3 separate regions of the Pan troglodytes genome follow, and all the other regions are linked to region 1. A link is a contact called in public Hi-C and HiChIP or PLAC-seq data. All regions are on one chromosome and are shown on one strand. Each heading gives the region's core, a stretch centred on a gene start, on an enhancer-like site or on the middle of the called end of the contact. The rest is flanking DNA. Distances are from core to core; before and after follow the strand shown.

Region 1 (4,418 bases), core at 1,406-3,905:
TCTTTAGAGATATGAAGGAAAGGCAGTCAGCCAGAGCTATGTTAACAGAAGGGGAAGCTGAGTATGCCTACAACCTCTGAGTTCCAGGCCCAGCTCAACCACTTTCCGGCTGTGTGATCTTTGGCAAGCCTCCTAATTTATTTCGGCCTCAGTTTACATATCTGTGAACTGAGGACCATAAGTTGTGCTATGTTAACCTTATCACATTCTTTTGAAAGCCAAGACAATGAAATGCTTCAAAAAAAAAAAAAAAAAACCTGCAAGGCATCATATAGACTAGTATAATTGAGAAATGGCATGCTAGTTATGGTTGCATCAAAGCTTAGCACCACGCCTCCCATATTTTATTTATTTTATTTTATTTTATTTTATTTTTTTGAGACGGAGTCACACTTTTGTTGCCCAGGCTGGAGTGCACAATTTCGGCCTACTGCAACCTCTGCCTCCCAGGTTCAAGCGATTCTCCTGCCTCAGACTCCCAAGTAGCTGGGATTATAGGCACCCACTACCACGCCCAGCTAATTTTTGTATTTTTAGTAGAGACGGGGTTTCACCATGTTGGTCAGATTGGTCTTGAGCTCCTGACCTCAGGTGATCCACCTGCCTCGGCCTCCCAAAGTGCTGGGATTACCAGGCGTGAGCCACCGCACCCAGCCACCTCCCATATTTTCAAATGAATGGATGTGTCACTGTGATTCCAGAGGAGAAACAGAAAATGCAGACTGGGGATCACAACCCCAGGCTTATTTCTACTTTAACTTACTGACAGAGATGAACTTTAGCTAAAATGGGCATTAATAAGTTTCCCAAAGAGTAGGCCTCAGGTAATTCCCTCAATGCACTCCAATGTAGAGGATTTTTCCAGAGGCCAGATAACAGCTGGTGGAGGCCTTACTCCCCACCCTCTTCTCCAAAATGAGGCCATTTTGACATTTAGATATTTGGGAAAATGGGGAGGGAGGGAAATAGCTTTCTGAGTTTTGAAAGCTTCACATGGCAATAATCACAAACACATAAAGTGTGTCTGTTATGTGTAAAAGTGGCGCAACAGTCTTTGATCCCAGCCTCACCAGAGATTGCTACTGGGAAGAAGTGGCAGAAGGCTTCACCCTGCCCACCCGGGGTCTAGCCCAGACATTTTCCTCTGAGTGCCTGGAAGTCTCAGCCTGGAAACTAGCTCTCCAAGCATTGGCGTCTCCTGTGGCTGCCTAGATGACAATGTGCCACACCTGGCTAGTGACACTGAGAAGCTTCCCCACCCTCTGTGCAGGACATCAACAATAACCCCATCCCTGCAGCATCTCCCGTTTAGCCCCTCCATCAGGCAACACCCCCAGAGGAAGAGAATGCGTTTAGCTTGGGAGGTGGGGGAATTTCTCTGGTTGGAGGGGGCAGCCAGGGGCTTGTCATGAAGCTGTGTTTTCATAGGAAGCACACTATTTTAACTCAGGTTGTACATATAAGCATATAAGTGATTGAAAATAGCCCAGTTATTTTTAAATAAATTATTCTCATCAATTCTTATAATTTTTGTTTGGGCTGTTTTTGCGGGGACTGATGAAAATTATGAGGGTCTTCTCTCACGGCTTCCTTCAGGGTCCTACCCCTGTCGAACCTTCGCCATTAATTCTGTCATCCTTTTGCCTGAGATAAGCTATGCGTTTCCACTTTCAAGCACATATATACGGATTCAATACACTCACTGCCTTTCTTTTAATAAGCTGATTAACTTCAAAGCCAATTTAATTTTGCTTAGTTTTTGATCTCCCCGCGCCCCCTTTCCTCAGCCCCTATACACAGGTAGGTGAGGGTTCTAAAGCCATTTTACAGGCGTAATTGAAGCGGAGGCCACAGAGCGGCAGCGCTGGGTCCCGAGTGAGACTCCCATCATGTGGCTCTGGGGGGCTGCGCAGCTTTGACTGCCTGGACAGACGCCCAGAGCTGCAATTCCTGGGCAGTGTGGGAGGCGTTCGGCTAAAGCTCTTTGTTTCTGCTGTCATGAGCGACTCCTCGGAGAAGACGTGGGAGTCAAGGATGGGGGGCGGCGTGCACACCGCCCGCCCACACCTTCTGCCCCCGCGGCAGACCGGGCGTATGTGTGTCTCCAATGGAAAAATCCTACCCAGGACGACACCACATCCTTGCTCCCACAAATAAAACCTTCCACGGAACTCAGGGCTGCAGACCAGCCCTTCGCAAGCCAACGCGCCCCGTGGGCACTCGGTCCCCCGGCTCCGCGTCTCTGCCACCTTCCCACCGCTTCTTCTTTAACCATGCTTTTGTTTCTCCTCGCTGATCGCAAGGCTGCGGGCGAGGATTCCAGAGGGAGGCCTAGTCTGGGGAACAAACGCTTCAGAGGGGTCCCGAGGTGGGCTGGGGACAGCCTGTGGATGGGAAGGAGGGCGCTGGCGCCGGGCGGCTGGGGTGGAGGAGTGGCGGGCGCCCTACCCCGGCGCAGAGCAGCCGCCGAGCTGTCATGTCCGGAGCGGCCCCCGCGCCCTCCTTGCGCCCACCTCCGCCGCGCTGGAGTTCGGGGTGTGCGCGGAGGGGGCTGTGAGTGGGAAGCGGCGCGGACGCGGAGTCCGGGCCGGTGCGAGTGAGCGCGTGTGCGCGTGGGAGAGCGCGGGAGGGGGCCGGGCTCGCAGCCGCAGCGAACCACGGCCCCGGGAGCAGAGCCGAGCGCGCCCCCGAGCCGCCGCCCGCCGGAGCTGCGAGCGCTGAAGCCATTCATGATTTTGGTGACGTTATTCCAGGAGTGGGCGAGGGAGGGCGGGGCCTCTCGGGGCCAAGCCCCGCCCCCGCCCCTATAAATACGGCTTCCCGGGCTCTTTGTGGGGCCGAGAGCTCAGTGGAGAGCGGGGAGTTGTGTCCACCTTGCCGACGTCGCTAGCCGTGGGGCTGTCCTGGGAAGGCGGACGGCGAGCGCCCGGTGTCCGCACTCGGCCGCCTGCCGTGCCCGTCTGCGCCCGTGTCATCCTCACTCGGGACGCAGGGACCGTTTTTAAATCACAGGGGCGTGTGTCAGCCTGCCCTAGGACTTCATGTCTATATATTTCCCCATTCACTGGTGAGTACCCTGCGCCTGCGGCGGGCGTCCGTCTCGCGGCGGTGGCTGCGGGCCCGGGCGCCTGCTTCGTGCCGGCTCCGGGTGCGAGGGCAGCCGGCGGCGCGGGCGCTCAGCGCTAACCCGCCGCCCGAGCCAGTGCAGGAGTCAACGTCAAGGTTGCAAAGGTGGGGGCGGGGGGAGGGGGTGCTGAGAACATCCAGACAAAGGACGTGAACTCGGAGCCCTCACCTAAGTGACGGCCGGAGGGTTTGTATTGGTTGGCGGGGGAGCCAGGGGTCACGTGTGAAACCCCCCCAGTGAAACCCCCCTATGCGGAGAGCTGCAGGAGGCGCGCGCCCCACTTGGCGCAGGGGGGCTCCTGCTCTTCCCAGGCCCCTCCTCTTTTTCTTTTTGTTTGCATGCAAGTCTCAACGTCGAGGCCGGCTGCAGCGGGGCTGAGCTGGTGCGGCCGCAGGGTTTGCAGAGCTCCGGGGGGGTGGGGGGCGGGAAACGCTCTCCCCACACGTAACCCCACTAAAGCCACAAGCAGCAGGGCACACGCTGCAGCCTCTCAACCCCTGCCCTCTCCATCGCCCCTAAAAACCGACGCACATTGGTGGGGGCCGGGACTGGGAGGAGCCGCCTTCGCCGTGCTGAAGGGGAAGGAGCCCGGGCCGGGCGCGGGGCGTCGGAGGTTTGCCCCGGACCGGGGATCGGAGCCGGGAGGGATGCAGAGAGAGGCAGGCCCCTGACTGCTGGGACTTCCTTGCTGGCAGTTTCTTCCTTCCTGCTCTGGGTTAGGGGAGAAGCGGCCGGGGGCGAGCGCCGGCAGCCCCGGAGCGCGCTCTCAGGTGCGGACGTGGGGAGCTCGGCCCCGAGTCTCCGGCAGGCGCTGAGCGAAGGGAAAACCGGCGCAAGCCGCGGCGGGGTCCGGCCTGGCCCAAGAAGCGGAAAGTTCATGCTTCTCGCTTCAACTTTTCGGGCCGGCGCCACAGCCCCGAGCGAGGAAGAGCCGCCCCTACGTCAGACTCTTCACCCTGCGTGCGCTCTTCTGGCTCCTTTCTTTGGAGGTCGCCAGCAGCCTTTCCAAGACCCGGGAGGAAACTGCCTTTGCAGGGCCCAGCTCCCGAACCTAAACTTGCCGCAAAGTCCCGCATCTTCTCTTAGTCTCCCTGCCCCCATCCGTCCCAGCCTGGCAGTGTTTAGAGAGGGGACTGAACTTCCCTCTCTCAACAGTTCAAGTTCCCCCACCCCGAGGCTTGTGTACCCTTCTTGTGGGTGCCCCTCCCTTGCCTCTCCCGTGGTGTGTGAGCAGCTAGGTGCCTTATTATAGGTGAAGCTTTGAAGGCTGTTGGAGGCTTTGTGCCTTTGG
Region 2 (4,418 bases), core at 1,052-3,551, 220 kb after region 1:
ACTTGTCCCTTTGGGACAGTAGAGCACAGATTAACACCACTTTTTAAGTGTTATATACTACAATGTAATAATAATAGAAATAAAGTGCACAATAAATGTAATGTGGTTGAATCATCCCGAAATCACCCCCTTCACCCTTCACCCTGTTCATGGAAAAACTGTCTTCCACGAAAGCAGTCCCTGGTGCCAAAAAGGTCGGGGACTACTTCTCTGGATGTCTTGATGAAATACATACATTTCAGACGTGGATAAACCCCACAAAAATTCAGGAGCTTGCTATATTGGTGATATTTTAAAATAATTATGTAAAAAACTGGGGGGGTAGTTTTAGAGTTAGGAGAGATGTAAAGAGAGTACAGGGATTTTTCCATATATTCTTCACCTAGCTTCCCCTTATGTCAACATCTTGTGTAAACATAGAACATGTATCAAAACAAAGAATGATCCTGGTACAATAGCATTATGTAAACTATACATCATTTTGGATGCTGAAGTGGTCCAATGATCTTGGGCACGTCAAGACATTTTCCCCGGAATGAAAAACATGTTACTACACCTTGCACCTCTGCCAAAAAGAAAGAAGCATGACACTTAGCAGATCTCTGAGTTTAGAAATCAGCATATTTTGCCCTTGGGAATTCTGTTCCTGTCCCTTTAGCAGTTGATGTGGAAGGTGGCTACTGATAAGTAGCTCAGATCAAGAAAGGGCTCAGGGCCAGGCGCGGTGGCTCAAGCCTCTAATCCCAGCACTCTGAGAGGCCAAGGTGGGTGGATAGCTTGAGCTCAGGAGTTCGAGACCAGCCTGGCAACATGTTGAAATCCTGTCTCTACAAAAAACACAAAATTAGCTGGGCATGGTGGCAGATGCCTGTAGTTCCAGCTAGTCTGGAGGCTGAGGTGGGAGGATTGCTTGAGTCCAGGAGGCAGGGGTTGCAGTGGGCCACAATCATGCCACTGCACTCCAGCCTAGGTGACAGAGCGAGACCCTGTCTCAAAAAAAAAAAAAAAAAAAAAAGCAAAGAAAAGAAAAAAGAAAGAGCCCAGCACTGTCCTCTGTGGTTAGGGCGGTAAGGGCAACCTTGCCTCTTGGGCTGTATCACCGGACACACCTCACAGTGCTAGAGCTCTCTGCAATGGAGCTGCAAAGGCTATGAGGAACCTCTGGCAAGCCCCCAAAGAACCACAGTAGAGCCCTTGAAGGTTCTGGATCATAGCCAGGCCAACTCTTAACAACAACAAAAAAGAATTGGGAGATCTTTTATTCCAGTAATCTTATTTTAAAGGTAAAAAGGAGGCCTAAAGTCATAGGCATAATTGGCAGAATTGACTTTTGTTCTGGTGTTTCTCTCTGTAGTCATTCTTCACTTTCTGATGCAATTTTAGCACATCTTAAATACTAAAATGTTTTGGAACAAACTTAGAGAAATTATGAAGCTAATTTAGGAAAAGAGCACAAGAATCTTTGATTTACAGGCAATTTGGGGATATAATTTAGCTATATTGAAGCTATGCAGCCAACATGTAGATGGTCATTATTATTACACCATAAATTTTGTGAGGTCAGGAACCTTGTTAATTTTAAAAATATTCACTCTGTGCTTTGTTGAATAAACGGATAAAACGTATAGACATACATGAACTACTGATGAGTGGCTGTGTGTGATGTGTAGCTATGTTTATTATTTTTAAGATTCTTATTGTATTTGTTGAAGGCCAAGTTGAGGAGGGAATTGCTTAAGGGAAATGAAAAGGGGTTTAACCACAGTCCCCACCATTCAGGGGCATGCGATCTAGTAGGTTAGGGGACAGACACACCATGGTAGGTGATCGAGACCTTTTAAGAGCAGTGTGATGAAATTGCTATGGGAACTGGGAGGAAACATTTTCTAGGACTGGGGAAACACTGAGTGTGCTAGAAAAACTTTGTGCTCCTGCCTGATCAGGGAACCTGGGTTCTATAACTGCTTCTACTACTGATTTGTCCTGTGACTTCGCGCACCAAATTTAGGCTTGTAAATTAAACTCCCAGATTTCTGTTTTCCATTTTGCAGCTCTAGGGGTTGAATGAACCATTAGGTTCCCTCGGACAAATGACCTCCGCTAATTTCCTATTTCGTTGTTTTCTCACCCCTACACCCCACCGTTCCGTGGGTCCCTCCTCTCCAGGAGGTCAGACGAGGAAATAAGCGCGGCCTCTTTAAAGGAGCTCTCAAAGAAAGGTACCCGGGGTAACCCGGGCTGTGGAGCAAGGGCGGGGCGCCGGGGACCCGGGCTTCCCACGCAGCCGGGGACGCCGTTGCGTCACGGCGCCTGCAGCCAATCAGGACGTAGCCTTCCGGGACGCATTACTAGGGCGACGGCCGGACGCCTCCGCGTTACGGGATGAATTAACGGCGGGTTCCGCACGGAGGTTGTGACCCCTACGGAGCCCCAGCTTGCCCACGCACCCCACTCGGCGTCGCGCGGCGTGCCCTGCTTGTCACAGGTGGGAGGCTGGAACTATCAGGTGGGGTTACGGCGCGAGGAAAATGGCGGCGGCCGGGGGATCTCAGAGGTGCAGGAAGGGGAGCTGCAGCCCGGGCTTTTCCTCCTGAGCCATGGACCTTCCCCGGGCCGCGACCTCGGGTAACGGCCACTGGCCTGGCATTTGGGGTCCCGGTGCAGGTGGCGGTAGCGTCGCTGGCTCAGGTGGAAGGAGGCGCGGGGAAGCGACTCCTGGAGGCTGGCTGAGGCGTCAGGTGCTGAGGGGCCGCGCGAGCGGCGAGGGCGAGGTAGCCGCGGGGCGAAGAGGGTCCCGTCGGTGTTTACGCTAGGAGCGTCAAAACCTTCCTCCTGCGACCTCAGCGGGTCTGGGAGCTGCACCGTCCCGGAACGCAACCTGAGGTCTGACCCTGTTAAATCCCATGCACTAAAACGTCTCAAGTGGTCACCACGTGCGGGGCTTCGACGAGAGCCGTGGAGAGCAGGGGTTGGGGCTGTCTTCCCTGCGAGTCCTGCAGGCGCCAAAGGCCTGCCTGTAGGTGCCCAGAGTGGCAGTGCCGCGAAAAGAAAGGTAGGCCCTAGCCAGGGCGGATGCCAAACCTGATCTTTAAGGTGTGTCGTAGCTTCTAATTGCCCATTTGAAAAAAAGAAGTTGAAAGATACGGCACTTAGATGTGGTTGTGGAGATGTTTTGCTTTCTTGTACTTCCCTGGTTCAGGTGGCTTCCCTGGAAATACTGCATCTGCCTTTAAAGTTCATTAACTATGTTTCTTGTGTACATGGCAGTAGATGAGATTAGGGATTGAGAGTCACTTTAAGTCCAAGAAAAGTATTGAAGATATGTGTTGAAGGCATTACCAAGATGAAATATTTATTCATATCATTAACTTATTTGTTCAAAGAAACGTCATGTCATGAAATATAACTACGTGCGTTAGTTTTCAAAAAACTGACTTGGGCCGGGCGCGGTGGCTCACGCCTGTAATCCCAGCACTTTGGGAGGCCGAGGCGGGTGGATCATGAGGTCAGGAGATCGAGACCATCCTGGCTAACAAGGTGAAACCCCGTCTCTACTAAAAATACAAAAAAAAAATTAGCCGGGCGCGGTGGCGGGCGCCTGTAGTCCCAGCTACTCGGGAGGCTGAGGCAGGAGAATGGCGTGAACCCGGGAAGCGGAGCTTGCAGTGAGCCGAGATTGCGCCACTGCAGTCCGCAGTCTGGCCTGGGCGACAGAGCGAGACTCCGCCTCAAAAAAAAAAAAAAAAAAAAAAAAAATGTTTTCTTTTTCAAAGGCTCTAGCAATGTCCTAGAATGAACACATATTTCAAGCCAGTAGTTTTGTTTGTGATCTTGTGTAAATAATAATCATGGTTTATTCCATTGGCGTCCAATAGTGATTTGTGTGGTAACAATTACATTTACTTTGGTTAAGTGGTATATTCTTCTTACTTTTGTTGCCCATTAGTTAAAAAGTTATTTTCAAACAGAGTTATGACTAATTTCTTTTTTTTTTTTTTTTTGAGAGGGAGTTTCGCTCTTGTTGCCAGGGCTGGAGTGCAATGGCACGATCTCGGCTCACCACAGCCTCTGCCTCCCGGGTTCAAGTGATTCTCCTGCCTCAGCCTCCTGAGTAGCTGGGATTACAGACATGTGCCACTACGCCTGGCTAATTTTGTATTGTTAGTAGAGACGGGGTTTCTCTGTGTTGGTCAGGCTGGTCTTGAGCTCCCGACCTCAGGTGATCCACCTGCCTCAGCCTCCCAAAGTGTTGGGAATACAGGTGTGAGCCACTGTGCCTGGCTAGTTATGACTAATTTCTATCAGGAAGCACAAATCAATAATTGGGATTTTTGTTTTTATTACATTTTTTAAAAGAATAATTTGCTGGGGGACTTTTAAAAGAAAACTGATTTTAGTTAAGCTTGCTGTTTTGATAT
Region 3 (4,418 bases), core at 1,130-3,629, 170 kb after region 1:
TTTGTAGGATCGTCATACAGGACTAGGGCCAGTGGGCAAATGTCCCTGGGAGATGAGTTTGGGGTCAATAGAAGAAATTACTTTGAATTGTTTTTATACACTTGAGAATTTCCCTTGACTATGGCAGGAACATCTTTAACATCCTTGTAATATCTCAGATACCTCTGACTGTGGAGGTCAACAAATATTCGTGGATGGATTCCTGGGAATGGCATCTGGGAGGAGTCTGGGAGGCTAGAGTGAGTTGGAGTAACTTTTATGGACCATATCAATTGCCCAGAGCTGGAGCAAACTCCTGAACCTCAGGAGCCTGGGAATAAGAATCATTACCCACTGGCTGAGCTTATTTCCAGGGAACTGAAATATTTCCTCACGGGAGGACAGAGAGGATTGCCCACTACACTAAGTGAGGAGGCAGCCATCTTCATAAGGCTGGTGGGAAGTAGGAGTCCAGGTTTAATAATGGTAAATCTATCAAAACCAAATGGACATAGCTCACATCCTGTGGGCAATAAATATACACAGGTGAAATTTTATGAGGTTTTAAAGGGAACTTTATGAGCTTTGAGGGAGCCTTAGTATAAACTAAAACCAGCCATGGAAAAACAATGTAATGTGAACTGTGGAAAGCAATCTCTGAAAATTCCTGTCACTGTTACCAAACCAAAGAAATTGTTCTGGGGGAGAAGAAAGATATGCTAGACTTTCTGCCTCTCTCTCATGATTTCTGGTGAGGTGGACTGTCTCGCTGGCAACATTTTCAGCTCCGTGAGAGTAAAAGCTATTAAAGCCTGCCTGTTTCCCACACAGCTCCTAGTACAATGCGGGTGCACACGTGTACACACACAAACACACACACAAAATTTGTAAGAGATGGGGAATAACGGTTGTGAGTACTTCCACAGGAAGGCCTCACTGTTCTGGGGACTTTTGTATCACAGGTAGGAAACTTGAACTCTGAGTGTTAAGAAATATTCCCGAGGCAGATAATTAATAAATGACTGACTCTAGATCTGAACCCATCTCTCTCTATCCCTAGAGCCTAGGTCCTTTCAACCACATCTGTAGTTGCCAGACTTTTGGATTTCATCAACCAATACAGTTTCAAAAACACTCAGCAGAGTTGCCAACATTTTATTCAGAGGATACTGTTAAAAATTGAGAAAGTTGTATTAATAACAGCCCAAAAAAGGTAGAAAATGACTTAGGAATAAACCAAATGAATTCAGCTTTATGAAATACTTCATTCCTTGTCACACGTGTTTGTGTGTGTGTATGTGTGTGTGTGTGCGCCTCTAAAAATATTGCCACTGACAGGCACCAGATTGGCGCTTGGAACAGTACTCTCTGCCCACACTTTGTCCTCTATCCCCAGTAGCACCTAGCACAATAGTACAATATCTTACGCTAAGTAGGTGCTTAAGGCTTGCTATCGAATGGCTACTATTATTTGCTCTTTTCTGTTTGGTCCTCCAAAAAGATTCCAATGATACAAGTTTACCTGTGTTGCGGATCCAGGCAACTTGCTTCATGTTGTTTAACTTTGTATTTATGGCTTCATAAAAGCTGGACTTTGCCACCACCTCCTCCTCATTTTCCCTCTAAAACAGCAAGATTTCTCCTCCTGGCAGACTCGGGAGACTCAGGATCCTCCAACAATACAGCTTTGTTTCTTTTCCCTAAAGCGATTCCATCACTTTTCCTCTGGCCAAGAACCTCACTCCCCCAGCTTCTCTGAAAATGGGGTCAGGGAGGCCTGTGCAACCCCAAGAGGCGAGTGGGCACCTTGGCCTGGGGTCCTGTGGTTCAGGAGTCCCACCCTCTTGACCCAGCTCTTCCACTGGGTTACCTTGGGAAATTCTCTCCCCTTTTCTTTGGATCTCAGTTTTTTCACATACAAAATGAGAGGGATTGGACCAAAACATTCAAAGGGTGCTCCCAGCCTTGGCAATCTGCACTTCTCTTCCATCTGGCTGACTCCAGCTCCTCCCACATCAGGGCTCCTTTTGTTTGAGAAAAGCTGGAATTTGGGGAAATTCAATGACAAGCTGGCTGTTGAGGAAGATTCTGTAATATGATCATGCAGCTGTTCGGTGATTCTACATGAGTGTAGGATCGCTTCAGGGTGGAATGTCAAGGCTTACCAGACATTATCTTGGACCAATTCTCCTTTTTCCATGAGACCAAGTCATTATCCTCAAAAGTATTACAAATTGTGCACATCCACCAGACGCCGGGAGGTGCTGGCTGGGAAGCAGAGGACCCACGCTGGGGGTCGTCCACTTCAGGTTTCTCTTTGGCTGAGATTACACTGGAGGCTGGCGAGAAGCCAGGCTATGCCCTGGAATAAATGACTTGTCAAGTCCCCAGCCATGGCCCTAGGAGGTGCGCGCACCCCCACTTAGCCTCCCATTTATCTTTACAGCAGAGAAACCAGCCACCCTGGAAGCCTACCTCACTGAGGGAAAGGCTAAATTGCAGAGCCCAAGTTTTTTAAAAAAATGTTTCTTTGAAAAGACATCCTTGCCCTTTAATTTTAGAATAGTTACTCTCTGGCACTTATCAGAACAGGGCTATTTGGATGTCATCTAGAGACAGAGAAGAAAAGGAGAAAGCTAGCAAACTGGGCTGCCTGCTGGATCGACTTTGGTTGCTCTTTCACATGCAGATCAAAAGCTTCCTAAGCAGTTAACCCTCAGCAAGGGAGTGACATCCTCTGCAAGGAGGAGGCTCCTACAAACAGAATTTAGCAGAAGTAAGCACTTCATGCAAAGGCCCGGCATCAGCCAGCACTGGAGATGTCTGGTCACCATATAAATATCCTGAAGATGAGCTTTGGCTCCACTCTAGAAACATCCAGAATAGTTCCCTGAAATCTACCAGCCGTAAAGTTCCCCAGACTCTTGGAGATTGCCTGGTAGCCATTTCTCAGTAGAGATAACTGGGGGTGGGGTAGAGGTAGGGAAGTTCCAGTCTGCAAGATCTTTTTCTCTTCAGTGGCATCTTTCTAGGCTTAGCCCTGGCAATCACTCTGAGAGCTAGAGTAAAAACAGAAAATGAAAGTCTTGGAGAAGGTGCAAGACCAAGAAAGCAGAGATGCAGAGTTGTGTGTCCAAACAACAAATATTGGGAAGGACAAAATGAGCACGAGTTGATTCAGGACAGGCCTTCAGGGAGTGGCCACAAAAGAAATTTGGGGAGCAGGCAAGAACACAGAGATCTTCAGGGGAGCTGCCTTGGGAGAAGGGATACCCAAAACTAGGGACACACCTCTGAAGAAATGTCTGTGAGTGGGAGAATGGGAAAGGACATTGCTCAGGTGGTCAAAGGACCTGCTGAAGTCAAGTCCAATCTGACCTCTGTTGAAGCCTGGGGAACCCAGAGAGAAGGGTCCCACTTGCTCAGCAGTCAGAGATGTCGGGAGGGAAAAAGCCACACCTAAGGGCAACTAGGAGAGGACGAGAGGGAAGGAGGGAGAGCTGACAAGGTGTACGGCAGAAATTAAAGGAGGTGCTAACCACCAAGATGGAGTCCAGGCCTTCTAAGAAAGAGCATTCTGATTTGCTGCTAGGGATTATGGAGAAAGATTCAAGAAATTGAAAAGGCAGAAGGAAACCTTCTCTTTAGGAACCATTTGGCCATCTCACCACAGAGGCTGTTCTCTTCCTCCTATTGCCTGATTCCTCCAATTTTAAGTACAAAAGTATGCCAGTATCACAGATTCAGAGATCAACCCTGCCTCCTCATTTTGCCAATGAAGATACCTATGGTCACGACAAGATCTGGCGGAGCCAATGCCTCCTTCCCAAATTCCTTCCACTTCTTCATCAATGACCGGCACCTGCAGGGTGTGAGTCACTGGGCTGATGCATCTCTGTGCCCCCATTTTTGGAATCTGAGTCTCCTGTGGTATCTGCCTGAGTTTGTGCCCTTAGAGATTCCCCAATCTCAGCCTCTTACTTACATGAACCTGTGTCTTCTCCAGTCATAGCATATCTGTGTCCCCTAGGTTCATGAGTATGCATCGGCCTTTGCCAGCTATAGTGAGCCTGTCTGCTGCCATCACTCACTGACAGCTGAGAAGCCTGTCCTGGCTACCTTGAGAGGATAGACTTTTGTTCTCAGGCCCACATGCTCCCCATCTCCTCTCAGGGTAGGCATGTGTGTGATTCAGTGCCAAAAGAGTGGGGAGACATGTTGGAGAGCTGGATAATATAGCATGCAAGCAGCCACTAAGACCTGGTCCGGGGTCCCTACACATTTGAAGACACACAGACGGGAGTGATGATCATGCATGGGTGCTGGTTATATTCTGCCCCAGTCCAACAATGGAACTCTCTTGAAACTGTGAAACATGGATTCCCCAGAGTTCTGATTTATTATGGGTTTACTACTTAAGCCAAAAATTTCTGTCACCT

Evidence for each region. A called contact is a pair of places that touch in the nucleus more often than the background predicts. HiChIP or PLAC-seq counts read pairs in DNA pulled down with a chosen protein or histone mark.
Region 2: a contact with region 1 is called in an H3K4me3 HiChIP or PLAC-seq map of stem cell-derived excitatory neurons, with 8 times the contacts expected there. The contact joins the promoter of LCLAT1 here to the promoter of LBH in region 1. A contact is called at or near these places in 1 of 7 Hi-C or Micro-C datasets (stem cell-derived neural progenitor cells) and 1 of 1 datasets of contacts at active chromatin or transcription factors (stem cell-derived excitatory neurons).
Region 3: a contact with region 1 is called in a Hi-C map of stem cell-derived neural progenitor cells, with 1.6 times the contacts expected there. The contact joins the enhancer-like site here to the promoter of LBH in region 1. A contact is called at or near these places in 1 of 7 Hi-C or Micro-C datasets (stem cell-derived neural progenitor cells) and 1 of 1 datasets of contacts at active chromatin or transcription factors (stem cell-derived excitatory neurons).

Annotation. Positions count from the first base shown.
Region 1 is chr12:92,605,946-92,610,363 of NHGRI_mPanTro3-v2.0_pri, reverse strand. LBH (LBH regulator of WNT signaling pathway) reads left to right here and starts at 2,655. Exons shown (of 3, transcript XM_016948289.3): 1 at 2,655-3,067. The coding sequence starts at 3,042.
Region 2 is chr12:92,390,289-92,394,706 of NHGRI_mPanTro3-v2.0_pri, reverse strand. It overlaps LCLAT1 (lysocardiolipin acyltransferase 1), which reads left to right and starts at 2,301. Exons shown (of 6, transcript XM_515384.9): 1 at 2,301-2,485.
Region 3 is chr12:92,432,547-92,436,964 of NHGRI_mPanTro3-v2.0_pri, reverse strand. No RefSeq gene overlaps it. Among named protein-coding and RNA genes, the nearest start is that of LCLAT1, 42 kb to the right of the region's middle. Within about 2 kb of position 2,379, at least 6 of the 24 cell types and tissues checked have an H3K27ac peak or open chromatin away from gene starts, as enhancers often do. A contact at or near this core is called in stem cell-derived neural progenitor cells, where this site is marked.